Linked DNA regions of Sus scrofa: regions 1, 2 and 3 are each linked to region 4. Evidence: chromatin contacts called from public HiChIP or PLAC-seq data. All regions are on one chromosome and are shown on one strand. The core of a region is the stretch at or near the end of the contact, and the rest is flanking DNA. Distances in the headings are between cores, read along the strand shown.

What was found. HiChIP or PLAC-seq counts read pairs in DNA pulled down with a chosen protein or histone mark.
Region 1: an H3K27ac HiChIP or PLAC-seq map of alveolar macrophages shows a contact between it and region 4. The contact joins two enhancer-like sites. A contact is called at or near these places in 2 of 2 datasets of contacts at active chromatin or transcription factors (alveolar macrophages and skeletal muscle).
Region 2: a contact with region 4 is called in an H3K27ac HiChIP or PLAC-seq map of alveolar macrophages. The contact joins two enhancer-like sites. A contact is called at or near these places in 1 of 47 Hi-C or Micro-C datasets (liver) and 2 of 2 datasets of contacts at active chromatin or transcription factors (alveolar macrophages and skeletal muscle).
Region 3: a contact with region 4 is called in an H3K27ac HiChIP or PLAC-seq map of alveolar macrophages. The contact joins two enhancer-like sites. A contact is called at or near these places in 1 of 47 Hi-C or Micro-C datasets (liver) and 1 of 2 datasets of contacts at active chromatin or transcription factors (alveolar macrophages).

The regions. Positions count from the first base shown.
Region 1 is chr8:47,729,397-47,733,045 of Sscrofa11.1, forward strand. All of the region lies in intron 1 of FNIP2 (folliculin-interacting protein 2), which reads left to right. Among named protein-coding and RNA genes, the nearest start is that of FNIP2, 28 kb to the left of the region's middle. Within about 2 kb of position 1,290, at least 16 of the 83 cell types and tissues checked have an H3K27ac peak or open chromatin away from gene starts, as enhancers often do. A contact at or near this core is called in alveolar macrophages, where this site is marked.
Region 2 is chr8:47,786,401-47,790,123 of Sscrofa11.1, forward strand. The region is part of intron 8 of FNIP2 (folliculin-interacting protein 2); the gene reads left to right. Among named protein-coding and RNA genes, the nearest start is that of FNIP2, 85 kb to the left of the region's middle. Within about 2 kb of position 1,386, at least 5 of the 83 cell types and tissues checked have an H3K27ac peak or open chromatin away from gene starts, as enhancers often do. A contact at or near this core is called in alveolar macrophages, where this site is marked.
Region 3 is chr8:47,759,571-47,763,622 of Sscrofa11.1, forward strand. The region is part of intron 1 of FNIP2 (folliculin-interacting protein 2); the gene reads left to right. Among named protein-coding and RNA genes, the nearest start is that of FNIP2, 59 kb to the left of the region's middle. Within about 2 kb of position 1,386, at least 12 of the 83 cell types and tissues checked have an H3K27ac peak or open chromatin away from gene starts, as enhancers often do. A contact at or near this core is called in alveolar macrophages, where this site is marked.
Region 4 is chr8:48,120,767-48,124,616 of Sscrofa11.1, forward strand. The region is part of intron 3 of LOC110262100 (rap guanine nucleotide exchange factor 6-like); the gene reads left to right. Among named protein-coding and RNA genes, the nearest start is that of RAPGEF2, 61 kb to the right of the region's middle. Within about 2 kb of position 1,930, at least 35 of the 83 cell types and tissues checked have an H3K27ac peak or open chromatin away from gene starts, as enhancers often do. A contact at or near this core is called in alveolar macrophages, where this site is marked.

The sequences.
Region 1 (3,649 bases), core at 40-2,539, 390 kb before region 4:
AGAAGCGTGTTCTGTTTGTTCATTTGCTTTGTTTTGCAAACATTCTTCTGTAATTCTGTATTAAAGTCAGCATTCCTAGTAGTTGTACTGGATGGACTATAACCGAAATCTTTAAGAACTGATAGGAAGATTAACGTTACCCTGTGTTTTGGACTCATTAAATACAGTCAGATTTTTTCATGTGTAATTATTTTTCAAAGGCACATTTGGATCTTTGTCCCCTTGAGCCAGAGTGTAATGAGGTTTTGTTGTCCCCGAGAGAGTGCCCATTTCCAGAACCTAGGTGAACAGCTCTCTGTGAGGCAGCCTTAGTAAATATGACAGAAAAGAGGTGATTTCTAACTTCAGAACCACTTCCTAAGTGCCTTCTCTCTGCTCAGTATTAGGTTGGCTACACAAGCCACACACAAAAGAATTTGAAGTTGTGTATTCATACCCTCAAGAAGTTCATGATCTCGTTTAGAAGTTCGTAAGGGACACCCTAACATTCTGAGATATGTGATGGAGAGGGATGCATACCGTACAGTAGCAGCAAGAGTGTTAAAATCTAAAAACACAGATTCAAGGTTACCTTGAGTAAGCATATTTGGGCATGTGTTATTTTACGGAGATAGTGCATGGCTAGCAGCTGACCTGGTCCTACACCGTGACTCTTGCCATGAGTGAGACATGGGGACTGTCAGTCAAGGTTCAGCCAGGGTGAGGGGGGTAAGGGGGGTGGAGGGGGAAGGGTTACAGCCTGGTTACAGGAGAAATTCTGGGCCCCTGAAAACAGAGACTCCTTTGGAGGCACTGTCCATGAGTCTGTTCTGTCTCATTATAGGTGTTGAAGCATCTTCAGGAAAAAGGTCCTTGTGGGATGTGTTTTCTGGATAGATGGCCCTTGGTTTGGGTCCTGAAAGACTTGGAGGATTTGACTTGGAGAGTTAGATGAAGGGTATGTTAGGGGGGTGGTTGCTGTGATCGAAGGGACATAGGAGGTGGAGAAGGAATTGATCAGAGGAAGAAAGAATGCCTTATGTTAATTGGAAAGCTAATCATTTCATAGATTGAATTTTCTAGCTGTTGCACTAATTTGTTGTAGAGTTTATTGTTCCTAAGGGATTCTGCCGTGAGTCTGTTGTCGAAAGCTTAATTGCCTGGAACTTCCAGTGAATTATGGTGGGGGTGGGGAGGTTGACTGACTTTCTTAGATAAAATTATTATTTGCCAGATGTCATTGTGGCCAGAGTTATTTATCTTGGCTTCATGTTGTGTAAATACAGTGTAGTCATCTCCGAGCTTAGCTGCTCAAGCAGGACAGTGGGGGCTTTTGGACAGTAGGGTGTATGAAGTAAAACGTCACATCTGTTTTGAGCCATGCAGGTTCTCGGGGGACCTTCACGTGCTCAGGGTAAGCATTTTGACCACCTTCTAGATAGGTGGGCTGTCACCATCAACATTTATTTCCCAGCGAAGAAACACAGGCTCAGAGAGTCACTTGGCCAGTGACTGACTGGCTGGAACTGGACACAGCCCTTTGCCTCGCAGACCAGGCTTCCTCCCCTGGTGTGACCGCTCTCAGCAGGCACTGCTGACCATGACTGCTGTCCAGCTGCTGGTGCCTCCCGAGGTCCCAGTCCTCAGCCTTGTCATGAGGACCTGACTCAGAGAAATGAGTGTGCTGATTCACAGCTGAGCATCCTCTCTGGGCCTCTCATCTCCTGGCTTTCTCTGCTCATTGAGGGGTTGGTGATGGTGTTCTATCTTGTTCCAAGCAGCCTCCTTGTTCTTTGTGGCTGACAGAGCTCTCAGAGCACTTGAAGTGTCTTTCTCATTTGATTTGCCAGTGATAAACTGATAAGAGAAGCTTTGAATTTTAGCTCTTAGGGGAGAATCGCTCTTGTTGCCTGTCAATCCAGATGGGAAGACAGGAGAGAATCATCTTCTGTCACTAAGTTAACTCTGACCCTGACCTTAGTCGATTTCCTTAAATAGCTCTTATTAACTTTATTCTGCTGTGCACGTTGACTGTTCCATTGAATGGATTCGTAGCATGCCAGGAATGAGTGGGATGCCAGGAAGCTGTTGGTTAGTCCTGGCAAAGTGGAAGGCTTGGACTAAGTGTAGCTGTGGAGATTGTGATGTGGCTGCCACGTCTCCTTGAGGGGTTGGGGGTGGGGGTGGGGGCGATCAGGAGGGAGCCAGGAGCATCACATACTTCAGGTAAGACTTCTTCCCCTCCCTGGCTTCCGTGTCCCCAGTGATGAGGGAGGAGCAGGCCTGAGTTCTCTGGGTACTTCTCAGAAGATCTTTCTCTCCTCTCCCACTCTGCAACACTGACAGCCCCAACCCACAATCACACACAATCACACACCCCTTGAGACTGTGAACACACCAATTCCATTTTCCTCTGTATCATCAGCATCCTGACCAGAGCCTGGCACATCCATATTTGCAACAGTGAATGAATGGAGTCCTACATCTTGAGATAGCATTTTTTTTTTTTTTTTTTGTCTTTTTAGGGCCACACCTATGGCATATGGAAGTTCCTAGGCTAGAGGTTGAATTGGAGTTGCAGCTGCCGGCCTGTGCCACAGCCACAGCAACACCAGATCCAAGCTGCATCTGCAACCTACACTGCACCCTGCAGCAATGCCGGATCCTTAACCACATCCTCATAGATACTAGTCAGGTTCTTAACCTGCTGAGCTACAACAGGAACTCCTAGATTGCATATATTAAAAGGCAAGGTCATACATTACTCTGTAAAACAAATGAGATATCTTTATAAATTGTAGAAGAGTGTCAAATGCTTTTTATTTTGTTTAATCTTATTTGATGGGTTATTGAATTACATCATGTATTAATTAATAACTCCTAGTAATTCCAAAATTATCGCAGTGGCTATCATCATTACAATAATAGTAGTTGTTTATGTGATACCATTTACAGTAATTTGATTCAATTATTTATTCCTCTGTGAGATAGATAGTTATGTGTTGAAAATTATATGTTTAAAATTATAAATGCTTAAAAATGTTTTTTAGGAGTTTCCTCTGTGGCGCACTGGGTTAAGAATATGACTGCAGTGGCTTGGGTGGCTGTGACAATGTGGGTTTGATCCCTGGCCAGGCGCAGTGGGTTAAAGGATCCAGCATTGCTGCAGCTGTGGCATAGGTCGGTCGCAGCTGCAGCTCAGATTCAGTCCCTGGGCCTAGCAAGTTTCATATGCCATGCATGAGGCCATTAAGAAAAAAAAGTTTTTAAAAATGTTGTAAATGTAAGAGAAAGGGAGAAGAAAAGCCCTTTTCATGACTAAACTCTTCTCCAGGAAGATCAGAGACCAGTCTAGTGTGGGACACAGGTGTGTAGTGTAAATGCATGGAAGGAGGCCTAAGCAGAGGTGCAAAATGATGGGAAGGTTACTGCAGGGTTCTGGACGCTCTGCCAAGGGGGCTAGAGCTTCTGCTGTGGCTTGGGGATGTGAGCTGCTGTATCTCAATGTTGACAGCACTTTAGAACTGGACTTTGCCTGTATGGCTCTGTGCTGTGCTCTGAGCAATCCAGGCTGCTTCCACTGCAGAGCATCAATAGAGCAGTGTAATTACATTACAGCTGCGTGTCCAAGTGGAAGGGAGGTAGAGATAGCAGAGGGTCCCCTACTAGG
Region 2 (3,723 bases), core at 136-2,635, 330 kb before region 4:
GCATTTCCTGGGCTCTTAAAAGTGGTAAGATAGTTCAAGGAGAACTCCTAATGTGTGTGTTCAGACATGTTCCTGCCACTGTTTTACAGTGAACCTTCAGGATAAGAGCACATGTTGTCATGGGGTTCACATAGGGTAGAGTGTTGGCCACTGTGTAGTTTTGGTATTAAATCTGATGACACCACACATACACATATACACACAGACACACATGGGAAAGGGAAAGATTCACGGCTCAGAGAGGTGAGGCTACATCACTATCACCACTACCACTACCAGCATCATCACTGTCACCACCATCACCACCACCATCACCAACACCACCATTATCACCACCACCACAATCATCACCAGCACCACCATTATCACCAACACTACCACTACCATTATCAACACCACCATTATTATCACCATTATCACCACCACTAGCATCACCACCACCACTAGCATCACCACCAATACCCCCCAACACCACTACCACCACCATCACCACCACCACCATCGTCACCTCCAAATAGAAAAAAGACCTTTATTTAATGAAGAGGGGGGAGGAGAGAAAATTCAAACACTGTATACAGCTTTGACCACAGGAAACTTTTTACAAAATCAAGCTTGGAACTCTCTGGAAATTTGTTTTCTAACGCTTAGTTTCCGTCATATGTACCGATCGAGACAGGCATTGCTATCTTTCACATAATCATTTGCTCATTCTTCTTGCAGCAACATTTCTTGAGCATTTTATATTCTAGATGTTTTTATAGGCAGTGGAGATAAATCAGTGATCAAATAGACACGATCCCTGATGTCCTCATGGAGTTTCTTCTCAGCAAAGGAGACACAGAAAATAGACAATAAAATGTAGACAAGAGCTCATCACCACCAAGGTGCTTGAAGAAGTCCTCTCCAAGATGAAATTTCCACTGACTTGAGTGCCCACAACAGCTGGGCTGGCTTCATGAAGACTAGAGCAAAGAGCTGTTGGGCCTGGGGGCAGCCAGAGCAGGCCTTGCAGATTCGTGCATAGAGAATAGAAAGACTGTTGTGTAACAGGAAGAGAAGGCAGCCAGATGTGGGGAGGGAAGAGTGTGCAAGCTGAGCCTGGGGAGGAAGTAGGGGCGCCAGCACATTAACCTATTTTCTTTTGGTGGAGCTTTTCTGGATACATATAGACCTGTCTTTCCAAGCAGAGGAGGTGGAAGAGTAGGGGCTCTGTGCAGTGTCCTTCCCCACCAAGTGTCACCTTGTGAATGAAAGCTGTTTGGCAGATCTGAGCCTGCTACTCTGGGCAGGGTTCATCCTTGCCCAGAACCTTGGCTCCAGGCCTGCTCTTGCACTGCCCCAGAGGTGCAGCTGCATCTTCGATCTCATGATCCCATTTTCCAGTAGCATCAGCACCCCAACCTCAAAAATTCTTCCCCTTAAAGAAACAGCTCCTGAGCGCTTGACCTCTGCACTTCCTTTTCCACCGTTGAGGTTGTTCCTTGTGACTCGCCACACTCTGTGGATATCTTATAATTCCCTGGAGTTTTTCGTGTGTTTCTTCTTCTCTCTTGGAAGGTGAGCTCCATGGGGGCAGAGAACTACCCACTCTGTCACGCTGAATGTCCTGTCCCCAGTGGCCTGGATCCTGCGTGGCATATGAGAGATGCACAATGGATATTTGAATGGGGGATTTGTCCCACGTAGATACAAGGAGAAGCACACGTAGATTTTTGAAAGAGTTATTGATAGATATAGTTCCGTGCAGACCACTGCCTGCCCTTCCCATGGCAGCCTCTCTCTGGCATATAAGTCTTAGTTGAGGTGTCTCATTTTCATGATGATGTTCTCTGACTGCCAGTGAGAGAATCTACCTCTACCACTGCCATAAACCTTTGCTCTAGTTGCCTAAAGAAAATTATGTGACCTTATCACAATCTGAAATCATCTTGTTTATTTATTGCATGAGTGTGTGAGCTTCTTAAAGGCAGAACTTATCATAGTCTGAAATCATCTTGTTTATTGCATGAATGTCTGAGCTTCTTAAGGGCAGAGATGTCTCTACGTGTTAACTTTCCATCCCAGGCCTTGGTGGTGCTAGTCTCTTACTAGGTGCTCAGGAAACATGTGTTGAAGGAATGGCTTTGATTTGAGCTTCAGGGCATGATTTCTTCAAATCGAGATCCTGTCATCAAATCATCAGTACCGTGCTTCTAGTAAACTCTCAGAATAGCAAATATATTTCCAGAGGAAGTTAAATATTTATCATGAACTTGAATGATCCAGACCAAGAAGAGCCTTTGAATCAGCAGTTTTAAGTCTTTTGACTTACTTTTTTCTCACTGTTAATTTCTGCAGGAATAAATGTTTGTTAAAGAGCCCTCCCTCATTATTTTCTCATTAATGTGCAAAACTCCAAAAGTCTTTGTAATCTGTGTGTAGTAACATGTGTTTTAATTATAAAAGTATTCTAAAAAGAAAAGTGATACTAAAAATATTGTGTTAGACATAGCACTTTTAATGGCAAAACTGAGTCTATGAATAATTTAACTAAATGTCTCACATTTATTACGACTGAGGCATCAACTGGAGAATGTCTTTACTAGCTCACAGAGCTGACGTGGTGGAGGGGCACAGTATGGGCTGGTACCCCTTCCAATGTAACACGCAGGAGCTCTTCAGTCCCCACAGCAAAGGTAGGAAAATGGCCAGGCAGAGCCACGAAGCTCTGTTTGTGATCACACTCCTGTGCCAGTAGAGACCAGCCCTAGCATGGCTCCAGGCTGCTCTGCCTTTCGGACCCTGGCCCAGCCAACAGTCACGCACTAAATGGCAAGTGAGTCCACCCTCTTCTTGTGAAAATGACAGTAGTTTCCAAGTCCAAATTAGACTCTGCTCTTGTGTTTGAGAGTTGTAGATTTATGACATATACATAGTACTTTTACATAAAAACCTAAGTGTGTGATCCTAAAGTATTTTTGAGGAAATGCTAGAAAGCACTAAACCAGCCCCTTAGCTTATATCTCATGTGTCTGCCATGTTATTCAGCATTCTTTTTTTTTTTTTTTTTTTTTGGCCGTGCTCACGCATGTGGAGGTTCCCAGGCCAGGAACTGAACCCTGCACCACAGCCATGACCTGAACCATTGCAGTGACAACGCCGGATCCTTAACCTACTAGGCCACCAGGGAGCTCCTGTTATTCAGCATTTTAGAAGGAGGATAAAAGGAATATCCCTCTTAGGTCTTTATTATTTTAGTTTTTTGCCTTTCCTTTTCAAGTCTCCATTACAAGGTCTAAGTTGTTTTCATAATTAGCTAGTCAGAATTAATGACCATTTTTCCCTCTGGAATGTCTTACTTAGCCCGCCTTTTTCAAGAGTTATCAGAGAGAGTGAATAGGTAACGTTTACTGTGCAGGGCACTAGGCTAAGTGTCTTACACATATCGACTAGTTTAATTCTCACAGGAGCCATGTGGAACAGGTCAGTGGTTTCAGTTTCCTTCTGTCTGCAGCCCACACTACCGCATTTCACATCATGATCCAGTAACGAAGAGCTTTCTGTACCACCAACAAAAGTGTCACCAATTAATATTAACACTGCAATCTACTCTGTTTTCTTTCCCACTACTTCTTTTTTTTTTTTTTTCAGACTTTTTCTTGGTGACTTTTTTTTTTTTTTTTTTTTTTCCCAGTGTACAGCAAGGGGGTCAGGTTATCCTTAGATGTGTACATTACAATTACA
Region 3 (4,052 bases), core at 136-2,635, 360 kb before region 4:
TCAAGCCAGGTGGTGAGCGTGGGAAAGGAATGGATGCAGGTGTGGTCTTCGTGGCTCAGGTTACAGTCCTCTTTCCCAGCCAGGCAGGACGATTCTTTCATTCCACACGTTTCTTTTACAAGAGCAATAAAGGATGTACATGTCACCTACTAAAGACAAAGGGTTGTGGCCAACATCCAATATAAATTTCTGGGAAAATAACAGTAGGATACATCTAATTGGAGTCATTTTATTATTATTATTATTATTATTATTATTTGTCTTTTTGCCTTTTCTAGGGCCGCTCCTGCAGCATATGGAGGTTCCCAGGCTAGGGGTTGAATCGGAGCTATAGCTGCTGGCCTACACCAGAGCCACAGCAACGTGGGATCCGAGCCACATCTGCAACCTACACCACAGCTCATGGCAACGCCAGATCCTTAACCCACTGAACAAGGCCAGGGATCGAACCTGCAGCCTATGGTTCCTAGTCAGATTCGTTAATCACTGCGCCACGACGGGAACTCCCTATTATTATTATTTTTTGCTTTTTTAGGGCTGCACGTGCAACATATGGAAGATCCCAGGACAGAGGCTGAATCTGAGCTACAGCTGCCGGCCTACACCACAGTCATAGCAATGCTAGATCCAAGGCGCATCTGTGACCTTCATCGCAGCTCATGGTAACACCAGATCCTTAACCCGCTGAGCAAGGTCACGGATCAAACCCGAGTCCTCATGGATACTGGTTGGGTTCATTACTGATGAGCCATGACAGGAACTCTGAAAGAATTTTAAAGTTAAATCTTTCGGTTCACATTGTATATTAAAGCTTATGATGAGAATTTGATTCTAAGTTTTTTTTTACTATACTGTTGAAAGCAGGATAGCAGTTCAGAGGTGAATTTTTATGTAGCTTTCTGAAACTAAACCAGGCAATTTGGGATGCTGTATATGTGCAAAATAGAGGAAGGAAAAGTCAACTGACTAGCAAATTCCTTTTCCTGTTGCCATCTTGCTGAGCTATGAACCTAGCAAAAAAGAAACAAAAAGTTCCAAATATATTACTGCCATCTATTTACATAATTTTTTTCTTGCAATAAATAGCTTGCTACTGGGCAGGAAATAATGTACATTTGTGCTGACAGGGTGAACTCTGATCGCCGTCTCAAGCATAATTTTCCCTTTTCCTCCATCCTGCCGTTACTTTATTTTCAGGTAATAGTCATTAGAGCCTCCTTAACTCTTGAGATGGACTTCTGTCTGTGTCTGAAAACTTTTTTGGAGGAAGAGAAGAGGAGTGGTGGGAATCAGTAGAGAAAAGAGCATACCCAAGGTCTCATGTGTGGCAGGGAAATGTCACCATGGACACAGTGAGCTCATGGGGCGGGGTTGTGGTTTGTACCCTGTGCCTGAGGTGCCGCGCAGGCAGCAGGCATGCAGGAGCCGATTGCCAGGTGGACAGTGTGTGCCAGTCTTTGTTGTGATCACTCTTGTGGGTTTTATTGGGTTTGTATTGTTTCGTTTTACCTTTTCTTGGACCATTTAAAGTTCCTGATCATACCTGACTCTAAACATTCACATTCCTGGATCACAAGACAGCTCTTTAAACTCTGCACATGAACTTAACTTTGACTATCTTTGTTGCCTTGCATGGAGTCTGAGGAAGAACGTTTCTGAACTGTTCGTCTCTCATAGACCATGCTTCCACATGGGCGAACTTGAGGGCACCTGCAGCCTGATTCCTGTAAACGTTCAAGGGCAGTATCATAGACCAACACGGGGGTCTCAGAGGACGGAGCAGATCGCTGCAGCAAAGCATAAAACTGCTACCCTCTGCCTTGTGAGCTTGGCCCCTGGAGACCCTGGTGCGGGTCATTGCGCCCTCTCCTTTTGCCCTGAGAATGGTTTAGTCCTCTCCTAAAACACAGCTGACTGTGTCGTTCACTTTTCTCAGAAGGTGAGAATGGTTTATTCCTCTCCTAAAACACAGCTGACTGTGTCGTTCACTTTTCTCAGAAGGTGGGAATGGCACTCATACCTCTGCCCATGGACCAAACGCATGTTCCTTCAGTCAGCAGCCAAGGTCCTCCATGGGTGGCCCCAATTTCCAGCCTTGTTTTCCTTGCGGTTCTCCTGCAGTGGCTGTACCCAACACCCAGGACTTGGACGTCGTGCCCCTGTGCTCTGAGTCTGATGCCTGCCCTCTGTCTGCCCTGACTCTGAAGTCACCTCCGCACCTGATCCCGGCCTCCCCTCTTCCCTTCCTCGTTCAGATACTGCTGCTTCCAGGCATGTGTCCTGTTTTCTTTCTTGCTCTCTGCATCCTCTTGTTTTCGTGTGGCTGCCCACATGGCTGTCTCTTCAAGTTCCCTGGAAACCGGGACCTTCACGTTTCTTAATCTACTCTCTAAGATAAGAGCGCCAGCATTCCTTGGCTTTCCTGGGCTCATAGTTCACCATCCAGTGTCTGTTCTCACATAGCCTTCTTCCCTTTGTGTCTGTGTTCAGGTTCCTTCCTCTTGTGTTGACACCAGTCATTGGATTAGGTGTGATTAATCTGGTGTGATTATACCTACACAGACCCTGTTTCTGAACAAGGTCATGTTCACAGGTACCAGAAACTAGGAATTGAACATATCTTTGGGGAAACACAGTTTAACCACAGCAATGGTTATATCTATCATAAAGACAATTCTGTTTTCTCTACTTAAAATCCTTTGAACTGGAGTTCCCACTGTGGCTCAGGGGGTTAAGAAGCTGACATAGTCTACCTGAGGACACAGGTTTGATCCCTGGCCTCGCTCAGTGGGTTAAGGATCCAGTGTTGCCGCAAGTGGTGGTGTAGGTCACAGATGTGGCTTGGATCCGGTATTGCTGTGGCTGTGGCGTAGGCCTCAACTGTAGCTCCTATTTGACCCCTAACCTGGGGACTTTCATATGTCACAAGGTGCAGCCCTAAAAAAGAAAAAAAAAAAAATCCTTTGTACTATTGCTTATCACCCCCTCAGGTAAGTCTTTTAGACTTTGGTCACACACTTTCTGCTCTTGAGTTATTCCAGAAAAAAGACCTGGTTTTAGGTCCAACCAGGCAAATCTTGGCATCATGGAAAAGGGTTCATATAAGCCCTTTTGTCTAAATTTTACAGTAGGAAAAGGTAGAGATGCAGCCTTATTGTCTTGTGACTCAGGCCATATGGCTGTGACCATAAATAGATAAATAATACCATGTCCCCGAGACCAGGGACAGTGTTCTTCCCTTGCTTTCAGCAAAAGCAGAGAAACATGATGTTTCTGACCAGAATAAATGTCTTTAAAAGATAAGCCAGACATTTTTTTTTTTTTTGCCATTTCTTGGGCTGCTCCTGGGGCATATGGAGATTCTCAGGCTAGGGGTCGAATCGGAGCTGTAGCTGCCGGCCTACACCAGAGCCACAGCAACTTGGGATCCGAGCCGCGCCTGCAGTCTACACCACGGCTCACGGCAATGCCGGATCCTTAACCCACTGAACAAGGCCAGGGATCGAACCCACAACCTCATGGTTCCTAGTTGGATTCGTTAACCACTGAGCCACGATGGGAACTCCGAGTCAGACATTTTAAGGCAAAAGCCCAAGGCTTATTTTTCAACCTCTTTGGCTCCCACCAAGAGCCACCCTCAGTGACACACGGGACCTGTGGCTGGTGCTCTGGGCAGCTCCAGGTACCTGTTGGCTGGATGCTGTCGTGAAGGGAATAGCGTGGCCTATGGTTACATGTGAGTCAGGGCGGCAGGCAAGAGCCTGTGGTGTGCTGAGATTTCCACACACCACTTCCTATAATCTTCACAGAGGCTGGGCTTCCTTAAGACAGGGCCACAGAGGAGAGCTGGCGTGTGGTCCCAGGCCTGCCCTCTTCTGAAGCCCTCAGTGAACTTCCTGCATGTCCTTTCCCAGATTCCGTGGCTAGAATTGCCTCTACTAAAGATGATGGGGACAGTCAGAATGTCGGTGATGGGGACAGTCAGTGATGGGGACAGCTGGACTCACAATTAGGAGTTAAACTAGTGACAATGTTTTTATGCAGGAGGGAGA
Region 4 (3,850 bases), core at 680-3,179:
TTAGCTGGAGGAGTGCAGTTCCTGGTCCTGGGTGGTGAGAATCCTGTCTCCATTCCCCCTAGTCACCTGTGGTTCCGTCATTTGAATGTGGTGAAACACTCTTGGGGTGTGATGCAGCCTCTTTTTGCAGATAGTCCTGATGTTTGTGGTTTTGCTTGTCCCTGACCACCCTGTGGCTGCCGTGTTCCCCCCGCCCACCCCAGTGGCTTCCTCACCACAGTTCTCTGGATGTCCGCCAGTCACCCACTGCTGCCCACATGGAGCAGCGGAAGGGAGCTCCTCCCCCTCGGCCTTCTGGGGAGCACCCACACAGCTGCATCTGCTCTGCTCACACAGGAGAAAACCTGCTGTATGCCCGGTGCCCTCCTTATGCACCAACTTCTGGTCCCGGTTGTTGCTTTTTCACAAGCGGACTGTTCCTTCAGTGTCCATTGCTTGACACCGCCCTCCCCAAATACACACACGGACATGGGTGGATTAGCTGCTATTTGTGGCTGGCGGGATATGAATGTCAAGCTTAGTGTTCATGCGGTGGTCACCCCTAGCCCACAACCTGTCCCGCTCTGTTAGGGCACTTCCCCCCCCCCCCCCCCCCCCCCCCCCCCGCCACAGTCCCTCCTGCCTTCTCTGCCCCTTTTGCAGCTATATTTGCTGGTTGGGTTCCACTTGTTTTCACATAGTATTAAAGCTGAATAAAGTAGCTTTTTCCCAAGTTACTTTTTTGCCCTCTGATGATCCTTTGTGCTGATTCAGTCCCTTTTCTTGTGGTTTATTCACTTATTTCCCTCCTCTTCCATCAACTTGGAATTGACCCGTTTAGAGGCCTCCTGCTCTGTGAACAGGGAACCTGGAACAGCACTGACAGCCCTTCCATATGGAGACACTGCCACCTGGTGGACAGTTGCGATATTGCTAAAGTGGTTCTTTAAGCCTGGATTCTTTTTTTCCAGCTCCTGGTAAATTGAAACTCTCATCTTTGACTTTCAGACACTTTAATACCATACCTAAGTTTGCGTCTGAATAGACACTACTAATTCGCTATTAAGGAAGTATCTGAGCGCCCATGGAGTGTTATATAGTGTGCAGATTGGGCGTACTGATGAGTTAGAGGAGCTTAAAAGCTAATGGGGAAGGAGTTCCTGTTGTGGCTCAGCAGTAACGAACCCAACTAGTATCCTTGAGGATCCCTTGCCTTGCTGAGTTGATTAAGGATCTGGCATTGCTGTGAACTGTGGTGTAGGTCATAGATGTGGCTTGGATCCTCTGTTGCTATGGCGGTGACACAGGCTGGCAGCTGCAGCTCTGATTTGACCCCTGGTCCAGGAACTTCCATTTGCCCTGGGTGCAGCCCTAAAAAGCCAAAAAAAGGCTAATGGGGAAGCCCCTAAAATAAACACTGCTGACACTGGCAGCTGCTTCATATGAATAAGTATGAAGCACCCTGGGAACCCAGGAGGATGACTCACTTACTTGGAAGATACTGAAACATTTCTCAGGGGAAGTGGTGGTTAAACTGGAATTTAAAGGATGAATAGCAAGTTTTCTGGGTGGAAGGTCCCCTTTACGAGCTGGCACAGCAAGTTTGTCCAGCAGGTTTTTCTGGGGCCTGAGGCGTAGGTGGGACCAGGTGTGTGGTGGCTCAGCAGGTACCGCCTGGAGCCCAGGATGTGTGGGGCTGGGAGCAGAATGGAAAGGGTTGGGTCACTTGTGAGGAACCAGAACCTCAGCAGGACTGCATGGCTGGTGTGAAAGTGTCCGCTCCTAAACCTGTGCTTTTGCGCGGCAGTGTGGAGCTGCCTTCAGCTGCTGTGCCGCCAAGGGCTGGACTCTCCTGCTAAGGAACCGAGAGCTGCCCTGGGAAGTGCCTGGTGATCTCGATTCCCTAAGCTGGTGCTGACTGAGACCCAGGCGTTCCTGCATGCAGCACCCAGGCCCGCCTGTAGGTGGAGGAAGATACCCAAGTGGCTTAGGAATGAGAGCTATAGAGAAACTAGCAGAAATTAGATGGGGTGAGTATTTTGAGGTTTGGGAAACAGTGAGTGAGAAGATCACATTAAAGATGGGGTGTAGGTGTGTGTGATGTGGAAGGCGCGCTGGGAGCAGCTGTGGGTAGTGCCGAGGGGCAGGGCGGAGAGAGGGGCCAGGTCACGGGCTCTTCCTGTCCTGCCAGCTGGACCTGCCCTTCTGGGTCAGCCTGGGGGGAATGGGCTGCAGGGACCTCTCAGTCCTCATTGCTTCTGGGTCCTTCTGTCTGATCACACTGAGCGGCAAAGTGCTTGCATTACAGTGGCCTGTTTATGTTTTGTTTGCTTGTTTTTTTTTTTTTTTTTTTGGCTTGATTCATTTCCTCCTCCCTGTTGGTGACATCACATTCAGAGGCCCTCAGAGTGTCTTGTTGCACACCTGGGCTTTTGTGGCTTTCACATGTTGCTTGAAGCATTGGGGTGGGGGGTGGGGAGGTTGGAGTCAAATCAGTACCCCTTCATAGAGCTCCATCTAATGTTTGTAGGTCCTTTCTCCGAGTCCGTGAGACCTGCCTTGCTGGATGCACCTCTTTAATCTTTGGGCTTCCCTTTTCTCCCTGTTCCTGGTGATGTAAGACTATGGTATTTGGAAATGGCAAGTTAGAGTTTATCCAAGATTGCCATGTCAGCAACCCTCGGTGGGATGCCTTAGCTCATAATTTTAAAACATAAGACAACTATTTTGAGAAAAATTAAAATGACATGAGTGAATAAAGCAGATGCAACTAGTCACATCAGTAAGGACAGGATTGTAGTTTTTTCTGCCATTTGTTCCTGTTGGGGTTTGATTTTAACTTGACAAGCCCTGTACATAAGAGCGACCCAGGTTGTTGTTTAGAAGGTGAAGTGATGGATCTGCTGCCAGAGGACCGGTCCCGGGGAGCCTGGGACCACACAGTTTTGACTGGCATTCTAGGTGAGTCACATGCTCATCAGAGCTTGAGAACCACTAGACGGAATCAACTCCCAGGGTGAGTCCTAGGTAATAGGATTAATAATAACTGTTATTATACTAGTCAGCTTCTGTTAGCCTGCCACATTGCCCGTATGTCTGCAAGTGAGATCTCAGATTCATTCTGCTTCCCTCTAAGTGTGGAAAAGTTCAGTGCTGTTGCTGCTAGGTTCTCCTCCTTCACCTTTTCTTAGAAAACACACAGCCATCGCTAGGCCTGCACGGAGCCACCAGGTGGCAGCTGCACTGAGGGGAGTGTTTGCAGAGCTGGAGGGGAGGCAAGGTGTGCCTCCTGTTGAAACACTGCCTGCCTGATGCCTCTCTGCGAATGAGAGACTGAGCGGGGAGCCTGGCCGTTTCTCATGAAGTCAGGAGAATTTTCTGGCTGATTAAGTAAAACAGATTTTTTGGTGGCATCTCACAATAGGGAATTTTCAGACCAGAAACCAACCTTGGGGTACAGGAATGAGGAGAGGTGGAGGGGAGGATTTCCTGGCTTGTGGCTCTTTCCAAAACATCTTTAAAATGAGACTCAGTGTTTTTGTATTCTTAGTTCTAATTAGTTTATTTTTGTAAAGCATGAATATTTTAATTTTTATTGAAGTATAGTTGATTTACAATGTGCATTAGTTCCAGGTGTACAGCAAATGATTCAGTTATACATGTATATCTATTCTTTTTCAGATTCTTTTCCTTATAGGTTATAAGATTATAGAGTTTCCTGGGCTATATCCTTGTTGGTTATCTGTTTTATCTATAGTAGTGTGTATCTTTTCATCCCAAACTTCTAATTTATTCCTCCCTTCTTTTTCCCTTTGGTGTCCATAAGTTTGTCTTCTATGTCTGTGAATCTATTTCTATTTTACAAATAAGT